Linked DNA regions of Pan troglodytes: region 1 is linked to region 2. Evidence: chromatin contacts called from public Hi-C data. All regions are on one chromosome and are shown on one strand. Each heading gives the region's core, a stretch centred on a gene start, on an enhancer-like site or on the middle of the called end of the contact. The rest is flanking DNA. Distances are from core to core; before and after follow the strand shown. Region 1 overlaps DCAF5 (DDB1 and CUL4 associated factor 5). Region 2 overlaps ACTN1 (actinin alpha 1).

The links. Hi-C and Micro-C count contacts between places; a contact is called where the count stands out from the background.
Region 1: a contact with region 2 is called in a Hi-C map of stem cell-derived neural progenitor cells, with 3 times the contacts expected there. The contact joins two enhancer-like sites. A contact is called at or near these places in 3 of 7 Hi-C or Micro-C datasets (blood, induced pluripotent stem cells and stem cell-derived neural progenitor cells) and 1 of 1 other capture datasets (stem cell-derived neural stem cells).

The regions. Positions count from the first base shown.
Region 1 is chr15:67,077,422-67,083,522 of NHGRI_mPanTro3-v2.0_pri, forward strand. It overlaps DCAF5 (DDB1 and CUL4 associated factor 5), which reads right to left. Exons shown (of 9, transcript XM_510028.8): 6 at 1,293-1,506. Among named protein-coding and RNA genes, the nearest start is that of DCAF5, 60 kb to the right of the region's middle. Within about 2 kb of position 3,545, at least 7 of the 24 cell types and tissues checked have an H3K27ac peak or open chromatin away from gene starts, as enhancers often do. A contact at or near this core is called in stem cell-derived neural progenitor cells and stem cell-derived neural stem cells, where this site is marked.
Region 2 is chr15:66,905,659-66,911,928 of NHGRI_mPanTro3-v2.0_pri, forward strand. ACTN1 (actinin alpha 1) reads right to left here. Exons shown (of 21, transcript XM_024348757.3): 2 at 3,508-3,622. Among named protein-coding and RNA genes, the nearest start is that of ACTN1, 55 kb to the right of the region's middle. Within about 2 kb of position 2,548, at least 4 of the 24 cell types and tissues checked have an H3K27ac peak or open chromatin away from gene starts, as enhancers often do. A contact at or near this core is called in stem cell-derived neural progenitor cells and stem cell-derived neural stem cells, where this site is marked.

The sequences.
Region 1 (6,101 bases), core at 2,295-4,794, 170 kb after region 2:
ATCACTGAGGCCACCTAGTGGTCTCCAGTATGGATCTCAGCTAAGTAGGCCCTAAGACTCCAACATGAGTATAAATTCTGAATTTGGATATATAGTCTCTATTTATAAGAGAGGAAATCTCTAGTTCAGAAAACTTAAAAGAACATTCTCATCTATCTACACGCAAGACAATTCAACAGGCATTTATTCGGCTCCTATTACATCTACTAATCCTTAAACTATGACATTAGGAAGCCTCCAGCAACCCCCATCTAAGGAGAAAAATCCTAACTTTTACTTCAAAAAGCGAGGTCTTGCCAGTTTCTCAAAGAAATTTTTCTTTTATGCCTCTTTTATATTTCTTTTATGCCAAAATAACTCTAAAGAGGTGGGGTACAGCATATAAGAATTTTAAGTCAAAATTTGACATAGTTGACCCAAAGATAAGAACACTAAACATTAGCGAGAGACTAAGGTTTTTCTTTTTCCCAATCTATATGTGAAATAGCAATAAGATTTGTTGTGCTTGAGAATAAAAAATTCTATTTGTTTATTTGATCAGTCTTTCCTTAGATTTGTCTTTCTTCCCATTTGTCTTTCCTCGGCTTGGTGACCCAGATTAGCCCAACTGGTCACCGACACTTCAGAACTTCTATGGTTAAGACAGAAAGGTGCAAGAAGGCCAAGTATATTCTTAAACTGCCAGCTTTAAGTCAACATCAGCATCTCCATTCCTAGTGAGACTCAGAAAAGGCTGGAAACTCACAGCTTGGGCTCTCCATTTCCAGTTGTGATGCTGGCAGTAAAAAGAAAAAGAGTCAGCATCTGGCTCCCTCTCAAACAAAGCTGCTTACCCCACTTCATCCAAGAAAAAGATGCCATCCCAAGAGGCCATTCAAGATACATGTCTCTTGGATGGTACTTAGGGTGTTTCATTCATCATTGTGTTTTATTGGTTTCTTTTTTTTAATGTCTCTCTCACCAGCAGGCTAATTTTCCATGGATTCCCTCTCCTTTCTTCTGAAATGGCACATTCTTAGAATCTTAAAATCTGTTCACAAACTTGGCAGAGCTAGGTGGCTCAGAACCATATCGTGGCCAGCCTTGGTTTATGGTGTGTGCCTTGTATTTACCCATTGGCAGCCTTGATAAAGAAACTCACTATTATTAAGTCAGAACATGTCCAGGCACTCACTGTTTCCCCTTAATTGTTTCTACCTGACATAATGGTAATGAGAAATAAAGACCAGTATAGAAAGAACAATCAGAAAGAAAAGCATAAGTGTGAGATGCAGGAGGCAGACAGCATTTACCTGGTCACGATCTCCGGCAAAACAGCAGCTTTTCATGGTGCATGAGTTGAAGTAACCCTGATTGTCAAACTGAAACACAGGCAGGCGGGAATGGATGTCATAGAGCACAGGGGGCAGGCGTCGCCTCAGGGCCAGGAGCTGGGTCCCGTTGCTGTTGAATCGTACACTCATGGCACTTTGGAGGGACAGGTTTCCACCATAGCGCAGGAGAGAACTGGAAGGCACAAGGCACAGGAATCAGGCATGAGATAGGCTAAACAAGAGTCTGAAAAACACATGTTTGCCTATGACCTCCTGTCAAGCTTGCATAGCTGAATTTCAGCAAAAGGATATTTCTGTGCAGTGGCTAGAATAATGAGGGTAGCAACGCTTCCTTCGTTACTTTAAAACAAGTTACTTCAATTGTCAGTTCTCTTGCTCAGTCTCCAAAAGATGAATTACCAGTAAAGTTACAAGAAAAGGATAACAAAAACATCTTGAAAGAAGAGACATATTAAAATAATGATTTTCTTTACCCAAGCTAACTGCACAACCAAAAGCATACTCGTCAAGACCCTGAGAAGTGGGTTGTGTCCACTCTAACTGGGTAGTCATGGACAGTGTTTAAGCAATATAGTCATCCTTCATATTAGAGATACAAGAACCATCAGTAAAAACAATAGGCCGGGTGCAGTGGTTCAGGCCTTTAATCCCAGCACTTTGGGAGTCTGAGGCAGGAGGATCACTTGAGCCCAAGAGTTTGAGACCAGCCCTGGCAACATAATGAGACTTTGTCTCTACAAAAAAATTAAAAAATTAGCCAGGCATGGTGGCATGTGCCTGTAGTCCCAGCTGCTCAGGAGGCTGAGGAGGGAGCGCCACTTGAGCATAGGGGGTTGAAGCTGCAGTGAGCCATGGTCACGCCACTGCACTCCAGCCTGGGTGAGAGAACAAGACTCCATCTAAAAAAATTGAACAATAGAAACTTGTTTATAATGGATAATTTGTCAATCATAATCATTTCATTACTTAATTTTGAATTTTTAATCTGTTCACAAAGAATTTTTATATTCTATATAGCATGATAATAAGTATTAAAGACAATTCTTAAATTTAAATGCAGAGCAAGCAGTGCAACAATTAGAAAAGGAAAATGACTTGTTTTCCTTTACAATTCCCCACAAGTTTATATGTAGCTTTAAAATATACTTTGGTTAATATATAGAACTTCATTTATCTAGTTTCACTAAAGAGTACTATGTTCTGGTTCACCTAATATTCTTCTGCAGTTTCATAAGGTTCACATTTTTTAAAAAGTTTCACACAGTATGGTTCTAAATAATTTCTTTTGATGACTCAGAAGGTACTTTCAAAATTATAGTGAACCAGGATGGCCATGAACATTAACAAGTATATACAGTACTAATTTTTAAAGGTTGTTGGGGGTGGTAAGTGTGATCTTTCAGGCAGTAAAGATCACTATTTTATTACAGAGGGATGACTGCTCATAGTCCATGTCAAAACCAAGTTTTATTTTGTATGTTGGGTTAATTTTTGGAGCACTGAATTACTGGCAGGAAAGTGAAGTATATATGTTGGGGACACTGTAGAAACAAGTGCCACATCAGAACTCACTCTGTCTCATGCAGACATTATTGTCATGGATAGGTAGTGATCCCAGTAGTTTTAGAGAAAAAAGTTTATAAATTCTGGAGAATCACAGACCTGAAAAGGGCCTCAAGATGCCTAAATTAGAGCCTAACAGATTTATTTGAAACATTTTAAAGAAGTTTTAATCGCATTGTACCAAGTGAAAAAAGAGCTATATATTACCAGAAGAGAGTTAATATTGAAGGAAGATAACACATTTTCTTTTTTTGCCAAGAGAATGGTGGGGAAAATTAAGTGGACAAGAAAAGAGCTATCCTATCCTATGGGAAGGGAAGCCCTGCAACCACAGTACAAAGGCAGCTGCCAACCTAGCTTGGTCACAAAAACAGCCTGTACCAACACCAGCCCCAGTCAGTCCTGTGTCCCCCAAAGCAGTCTTCTCACCAAAGGAAGGAATGCTCTGGTAGTGCAGCTATGTGTGGAAACAAGCCTTGGGCAAAACAACCTGTAATCCTTTTAGGATTGGAATGAAAGGAAAGAGGGAAGACTTAGAAAACCCTCCCTAGAATTCCAGACATCAAGGAGGGGCCTGGTATCCCTGCAGGCCCCAAGTAGTAATCCCTGCAGAGAAATGCCCTTATAATGGTCCTAAACACAGGCCACACTCTCTTGCATACAGAAAATGAATGACAGGACTGTTAGAGACCAGGCATTTCCTTTACAGGGTGCTGTGGCTGCGACAGGCATGTGGTGTTATCTAAACACTGAACTCAAAAACAATGAGAGGCTTTCAATCCAACATCAGTATGGAGTGTGCAAATAAACCAGCATTTGTAGGACTGACTAGGAGTTGGGGGTTGGAAACAAGAGTCAACAGAAAGAGACTTGGCCAGCCTCACCACCCATAGCAGCAGGGGTTTGCAGCAGCTCAGGCATCCTTGAGAGGAAAGCTAGGGCCTCTGGCAAACACCCTTTCCATCTGTTAACAGGAACTTCCTCTGCCCGTTCTAGTCAGGCCTGTAGAGGAGTCTGCCCAGGACAGGCATGTGGGCCATCCCAACCCCACCCAAGCTCCCTGACCCACCATCTGCAGTCTGATCACACTATAGGAATTTGGTTGTGGGCTCCAGGATAGTAACTAACTTTTCTCTTGCCTATGCTTCTGGGCAGGGAACTCTGACCTCTCACACAAAGAAAGTACAAAGGAATCTCGCTCCTAGAATGCTTAGGGGTGCTATTTAAAGAGCAGCAGCCACCAACACTGAAAACTTCATGTTTTGTCACAAAATTCTATTCCTTCCAGAGGGATGAAATGACACCTGAAATCCAGAAAGTAAGTTACATTAACTGTAATTTATCAGCAGGGGTCTACAGCTGGTCACTCCTGGTGAGAATGATAAGGATGATCTGGTTTGCCGGGAAGGCAAAGCTTGGAAGCAGTCTGCCCTCATAGTCAAGATACAAAGATGATGTCAAAGATTCTGGCTTCAAGTGTAAGATGCATGAAAAATCATCTAGGACTTTAAAAAATGTAGATTCTCAGGATTCCCACCCCCTGTCCCCCACAATATTCTAATTCAATCTGGGAAGTGGGCCCAGGTATCTGAATTTAACCAGCAACACCAGTTAATTGTGATACAGGTGGCTTTCAAACCACACTGTGAGAAACATGATTCCATTTTGGAATTTGTGGGGTTGGGGGTGGAGAGAAAACAAGGCAGAGAAAAGAGAAATTATCAAAGTCAATGAAAAGCTAACCATACAATATGGCACTTTTTATGGTCTCATGTCTGTTCGCAGAAGGATCTCCAATTCCTCTTCAGATCAGAGTTATACTCCTGTCCTCAACACATTCCCTGAAGAAGAAATTTCTCATTTCCTCTTGAAGAAATGGGGGTGCCTCTATACAAACAAGAATGCCTCAATCCTGACTTGCTTTCTGGACACTTATCTTGATAATGAAAATGCCACTGTCTCTACTCCTTCAGAGAAGTGGCCACCAATACATTCAAATGAGATGAGCAATATATTGAAAGAACTAGCAAAACATGTTAACAGTGAGTTCAAATAAAAATATCTTTATAAGAAAAATTAATGAAATACATCTACCCCAACCTATCTTCATCCAAGGATTTGCTATAAAACACAAGAACAGGGTAGGAGGTGATCCAAGGTGATCCAAAAGACCTAGGGCGAAAAGCAAGAACACCTCAGAACATCAGGAAAACATTCCTCACAAGTGTGGTCTCCTGTGGGGTTTATTTTGTTTTGTTTTGTTTTTTTAAGTACACACACACACACAAAAACCACTCAATTGGACTTCTTTATTGCTCTGGTGGGGTAAAAAGAACATTTTAAAAAGTACTTAGCCAAGGCTAAAGCCTGGGAACACAAGAGAAACAGGCCAAGGCTGTTTCCAGGGAAAGTGATTGAGCGTATCACTTCTAGCACAACATAGGGAATTGAAAAAGCTTCCAAGATCAGGCTCTGTGGACGTAGATTACTATAAATCCATGATTAACTAATCCATCTGATACACCTGGTGGTGCCAACAAGATTTTCCAAAGACCACTGGCATGAATTTCCTCACTGTTTCCACGTGAAAGCTCTATAAGACCGGTGGAATGCTTGGGGTCGAGGCACTACTATCCTAACTCACGGACATCAGAGCTGGTGTCGTATCCCAAGTAGAGAGAGAAAAGCAAGGTCCTTTCTATGGGAGAAAGTCTCTCCCCATCACAGTTTCTGATTTAAGGCAGGATGATCTATAAGGAATATGGGATGTTTTGTATTTCCTATAATACAACCCATAGAATATGACAAATCCTAGAAGATACTAGAACTAGGTAAAAAGTCAGCAAGTTCAGGGAGTCACAGTCCACACTGGTCGCATTCAAGTATGTTTAGAGTCCCAATAATCCATTAACCATTTATTTTATGTGAGTTGGAAGGGAGATGAAGAACCTGGGCTTTCTCTTTTGTTTTCCTAATGCACTCCTCAGTCCCAAGACTGAAACCTCCAGAGGGAACCAGAACTGTCGGACAACCAACCCAAGGAAGACACATTGCGATCTGTGAATGAACACATTTATTTTCCCCAGAACATGATTCACTGCCACATTTCTCTGGCTTGATATACAGATGAATTCAGTATACTTTTTGAATCTCCATAAATTTAAGTTTGACTGAAGTTGGCAGAAAGGCTTGACTAAATTTCTG
Region 2 (6,270 bases), core at 1,298-3,797:
AGCATATAGCCATACCTAGGGAAGGGGTATATAGCTTTCAGGGTCTCTAAGGGGCCAAGGACCCCAAAAGGCTGAGAACCACCATCGCAGAGCCTGGAACTCAGGCCCCTTGTGCCTGCCCTGATATCCCGACCACCCCCACTGTCTCCCCAGCAGGTCGACAATCTGGCTGCGAGGGCTCCAGGGACCAGCCACGGGGATTCTGGGCCAGGCCCACCCTGTCAGAGCAGCACCTCTCCAGGTGGCCTCCCAGCAGCCTGCTAGCTTCTGGAAGACAGCAGACTTCCTGCCACAGATGGGATCTGGCTGTCAGCTCCCAGGGAAGCACAGCTGTTTTTTAAATTAAATCAAGACTTTCCACTTGGGGCCCTCCCAAGGCTCTGGCTGCAGCCCAGCAAGGTACCCCAGTATTTCCTGTCCGGGGGGAGATGGCACAGAGGCTCCCTCCCCACAGGATGGATGCAGGCAGCACCACGTCCCCTCCCTGGAAGGCTGCTCCTGTTACAGCCCCAGCCCTTGGGGCCTGTCCAGCTAAGCGGAGTGCCCCAGCCATTCAGCAGCTGTGCACACTGGCTGGAAGGGGGCTTCTGCAAAGGACAGCGGAGGAGGCAAGGGTTAAATACGGGAGAATGGAAAAAGCTTCCCAGGCCTGGGCCAGTGGTTCTCAAACGTCAGTCAGCACAAAATCACCTGGAGAACTTGCTAATCTGTGGCTGTCCAGCCCCTTTCCCCCTCTCACTAAGTTTGTGATTAGGAGGACTGGGTTAAGGGTTGGAAATCTGCATTTTGACAGGCAATCCTGCCGATTCTGATGTGGGTAGTCCAAGGACCACACTTTGAGAACCTCTGTAGGCAGCATACCCCTCCTTCTCCTCATCCTGGGGCACCCTACCCATCTCCAACGATGATCAGGAGAAAAAGGTATCCCAGCATTTCCTGTCCAGGGGAGAACAGATCATTTCACAGAACAGATCTTCCCCAACCCTGGCAAAGAGACACGTGCTTCACAGAAGTGCACAGGTCCCCTGGGCACACGTCAGACCTATGCAGCAGGAACACACTGGGTATCATGAGGACAAGCCCGGCTCTGGGCACTCAGTCATTCTAATGTTCCCGGAGCACCACCTACATGTCTGGTGCTGTTCTAAGCACCTGAGACACAGAGAGAAGATGACCTGCCCCAAGGAGCTCAGTGTGGAGCAGAGAAGAAAACAAGCGAACCGAAAATGACTACACTTTGTGATAAGAGACACAGCAGAGGAATTAATGGGGTATTATAGGTGCTGGGGAGCTGGGCAGGTAGGGGGGTGGTGCGGGCAGGGCACAGTCCCCTCAGATTAGGGGAGAGAGGAAGGGTGAAGCCTTCTTGAAGGACACCCTCAAGCTGCATTTTGAAGAATGATAAATAGTAAGGCCAGATTTGTTTAAAACTGGGGAAGGGTAGTGGAGGAGGTAGGAAGCAGGGACATTGTAAAAGGCAGTTAGAGGCCAGGCGCGGTGGCTCACACCTGCAATCCCAGCACTTTGGGAGGCTGAGGTGGGAGGATCACCTGAGGTCAGGAGTTCAATACCAGCCTGGCCAACATGGTGGAACCCCATCTCAAAGAAAAAAGAAAATAAATAAATAAATAACGGCAGAGGAAAACAGCACGGTGGCTCCTCAAAAAATTAAACAGAGAATTCCCATGTGACCTAGCAGTTCCACTCTGGGGAATATACAAAAAAAGAACTGAAAGAGGGATTTTAAAAATATTTTGTACAACCATGTCCTAGCATTATTCACTATACCCAAAAGGTAGAAACAACCCAAGTGTCCACCGACAGGTGAATGAACAAAATGTGGGGAGCCATTTTATAGCTGTAGGTCATACATACAATGGAATACGATTCAGCCATAAAAAGGAAAGGGATGGCGGCACATGCTCCCACATGGATGAACCGTGAAGACACAGTAAGTGAAATAAACCAGTGTCACAAAAGGAGAAATACTGTATGATTCCACTTGTACAAGGTATACCTAGAGTAGTCAAATCAGAGACAAAAAGTAGAATGGTGGTTGCCAGGGGAGGGCCGGGGGGAGCAGCGAGCTAGTGTTTAACAGCTGTAGGGTGTCAGTTTGAGACGATGAAGAGCCCTGAAGGTGGACGGTGGCGATGGCTGCACAACAGTCAGTGCACGCCCTTAATACCGCTGAACTGCACCCTTTAAAATGGCTAAAATGATACATTTTCTGTTATATATTATTTTACCACACACACAGGTTTTATCTGAAAGTAGAAAAAACTACTTTTAAAAAAAAAGGCAGTTAGAGCTTGTGCAAAGGCACAGGAAACAGAAAGTGCATGTCATCTGGGGAGAGCTGCACGTTCCCCCTGCCCCCACCCCACAACTGGCAGAGGATCGAAGGTCTGATACCTTTTTGGGAATAGTTAGTTGAAAACAAAGCAGGTGCCAGCTCATGCAGGATTCCATAAGCTATGCTAAGGAATGTGGCCTGCAGGCTCAAAGCCCTGGAGAGGCACCGCGGGCTGAGGGCTGTGAGAGGGAACAGTGTGACCATATTTGGACTGACTGTCGGACAAGCCCTCTGGCTACAGTGACAGGGGTGGACTGCCAGGAGGAGCTGGGGTAAAGGCCTTTGTGGGATCATCTAGGTGAGAGTTGACACAGGGCACACTGACACCACAACAGTAGGGGTTAAAAGAAGGATTGAGAAGAAGGAATCAGAATAAACAGAACATCAGTAACAACTTGCAAAGAAGAGCTGTCTATGATCCCAGTTTGGGTGCAGAAGAACAGGACTCTGGGAGGGAAAAGAGGTTTGCTAGGGCAGGAGTGACAAGCACAGAGTTTTGGACATGCTGAGAGGACTGTGTGGGACATTGGGGTGGAGACGCCCAGCGAGGTTCAGCATTTCAGAGGTGGCTCGAGGGAGAGGGCTGGGCTGGGATTAGGTCTAAGGCTCACCGGCATCAAGGTGAAGAGAGTAGCTAACATGGCCCAGTGTATCAACCAAGGCTAGACTCACGGGACTCCCACCCCTTAAGGGATGGTGGCAGAAAGGCATTCATAAGCAGGATGAGATGTGTGTTCCAGTAGAGCTGTCCCTCCAGACATCTGGACAAACCAGGGGCTGGGGAATGGCCTGGGTCACCTGGATACAGGTAGATAAGTAGTAATGGAGCCAAGATTTGGAGACAATCACCCATGGTTAACATTCTTGGCCACAGAATCCTGGCACTGGGGAGGAGAAGGAACCTCAGTTCCTTCAAACCCTTTTTTTTTTTTTTTTAAACAAACAAGGATGCTGAAACAAATGTCCAAGGCACCTGGATGGCTGGCAGCAGAACCAGAACTCAGACCCACGCTCCTAGGATGAATTCATACATGTCATCCCCAACTTGTTTCAAGAGACCAAAACCAGCTGCGCTCATAGGCAGAGCAGATGCCAAGGTGTCAGGCAGCACCAACAGACAGTATCTCGTCCTGGGCCAGGGTCCGCCTCACCTGAGATGACCTCCAGCAGCAGCATGAGCTTCAGGCCATCCCGGAAGTCCTCTTCGATGTTCTCGATCTGTGTCCCCGCCTTCCGGAGGTGGGAGTTACACCATGCCGTGAATGTCTGGGCAGAGAGAAGAAGGGCAAGTGGTCAGGGGGCTGGTGTTGTCACCCTCATTGGACAAGCCATTTAATGGTGCCGGGGGGTGGGAGGTGGACACCTACTCAGCAGAGCCTCTCAACACAGTTGCCCCACCATGGTCTCATTCACTGCATCAACCAAGCACTGAGCTACCCACAGGGCAGCAGCTGAGGGACCCTACACAGAGCCTGCGACATGGGTGGGAGCAAGCAGGATACATGAAGCAGCAAATTCCCTTAACATCCGCCTCCCAGCCCTCTCTCAAAGACTCATGCCCACCCACATTTGAAAATGCCACAATTCCATTCTTTCAAGTTACCTCTTAAGTTATAAGACTTAGTTTCAATCTTCACAGTTTTAAGACAGAGTAACCCCGAAGGAACATATTAAGCCCTGTTGATACCTTAGGGTAAATTAGTATATTAAATCCTTTCTCACTTGGCAGCCAGCTAAGAGAAAGGAGTAGTAAGTTTCGCTGAGAACAGAATTCAGATGCAGGGTGTCAGGACAAGGGAGAAGAGTAAGCACCCCAATGTGTATCTGTGTGTGCTTTGGGTGGGGATAGGGGCACCCTAAGCTGCAAAAGCATGAAGAGTTCCAGAAAGGGAATGTAAGGAGGTTAAATCAAAGACCATCAGCTTCATAGTTACTTCTCTATTAAGCAGATTATGATCAGGTGAGGCAGCAACTAAGCCATCCTGTGCCAACAGCACGAGCTGGTGGCTCAAACAGGAAGAGGGTGTCTCAACAAACATGAGAAACAAAAGCATGCATCACAGTTTTACATGTCCATCTAAAACAGGTGTCTCTCTCCAGCTGTCTCCACTCTGTGGCAACCAGAGAGAAGAGCTCCCTTGCTTTAGATCTAAACCATTCATTGGCAACTCCAGACTTCTCTGCACCAAATGGCACTACCAATTACATGGGGCTCACCCAACACCAGAGCCATTCAGCTCTCTTCCCACCTGCCCTGCAAAATTCAAAGGGTGGGCAGTGTATCATTCATGTGACAGTAGGAGCCACACTAGAAATACTCTTCCTCATGGGAAAGGTCACAGCTTCATGCTCCCCACCCCCTTCCTCCTGCCCTGGGGAACTCTAAAGGTGAAGTGGCAATAAGTGGGTAGGAAGAGGGAAGAACATCACACCAGCGAGTATCAGGGGAAAAGAAATAGCTGCTTAGATTTAGGAGCAAAAGTTGAAGAGCCTATGAGCAAGAAAGGGAACAGGGGGACAGAAGCTATCACTCCACACAGGCGGGGAGAAAGGGACAGCATTATGATACCCTGTGACTTTGGGCTTAATTTTTCAATCATGTCTCACTAGTAACTTACCAATACGGAATACCTCTCTCTCCCTGCAAACATATCTCCACTCTGCAGGCCAGCCTACTCCCATGATGAAGAGAAACGGCGTATTGTGCTATCCCAGAGCTCTGGGAAGACTGGCACACAGATCAGGGTAGATAGGGGACATACACTGATTTCCAATGTCCTCTCTATCTTGCTTAACTAACTCACTCATCTTTCAAGACTGGGTAGAGATATCACCTCCTCCAGGAAGCCTTCCTGATAGCCACCTGCTCTGTCTGGGCTGGACACACACCCATAGCACCCTGCATTCACCCATTATGCCTAGCCACTTGTCAGCTCCACACCCCCAGCCTGGAAGCTCCTGGAGGTAGAAACTCAATGTTCACCTTTATATCCCAGAGACCCAGGGCACAGAGTCAGGGACACAGCAGTGAACTAAACAGCAAAAGTCCCTGCCTCTGTGCAGCAGACATTCTAGTGGACGTAAGAATTGGGCAGCCAGGTGAAGGAACAAGTGGGGAACTGGATGCAAAGCTGAGAGGGTCCTGGGAGATCCAACTGCACCTTGTGGGTGAGGCTGAATGCTCTCAGGGCAGGGGCTGATGGGACAAACAGTGCTCTTAGGGACCCCCTGGACACAGAAGACAGCTCGGAGGAAAGAGGACGCAGCAGGACAGGGAAGCGTATGTACCAAGCATCCTTCCTCCGCTGCTGGCACTGCAGGAGATGAGAGGGCCTTTAGCCTTTATCCTTATTTTAACTTCTTTTTATTGGTAGAAAAATATTAAAGGATTTTTAACTCTTTAAAACAAATATAATTTACTTTGGTTTTGCACATTCTCTCCCAGCTGACACTGGTCTGCCCAGTGTCTTCAAGCTGTGCGTTCACACTTGAGTGCGCGTTGACACTGGGGTGGGTGGTCTTTTCTCATTTATCACCATCCTGGCCATCCCCAGCACCCACTCCCAGGCCCCCAGCACTGAACCTTCAGCCTAAGGTTTTCTATTTCCTTGAGGGGAACTGTGTCAGCCCCAGCAACTCGAAGGGATGCTTTCAGGTCCAATGTGGCCTGAAACATCCGGGGTCATAGCAGGCACTGCCCTGAGCCCACCCGCCCAGCTGGGGGCTATAAATTCTCACTGTTTACCACCCAGTCATGGAGGGGGTTGGGATGAGATAAAGGAGGAAGAGGCTGCTGTCGTAAAAAGACGCTGCTTTTGAAAGAGGAAAAGTGCTGTTGAAAGCAGCCAGCCCCCTTTCCTGGAAAAGCCAGGCTCAGCCCTGGGAAACAAAACACACCTGTGTTTGCTCAGGTC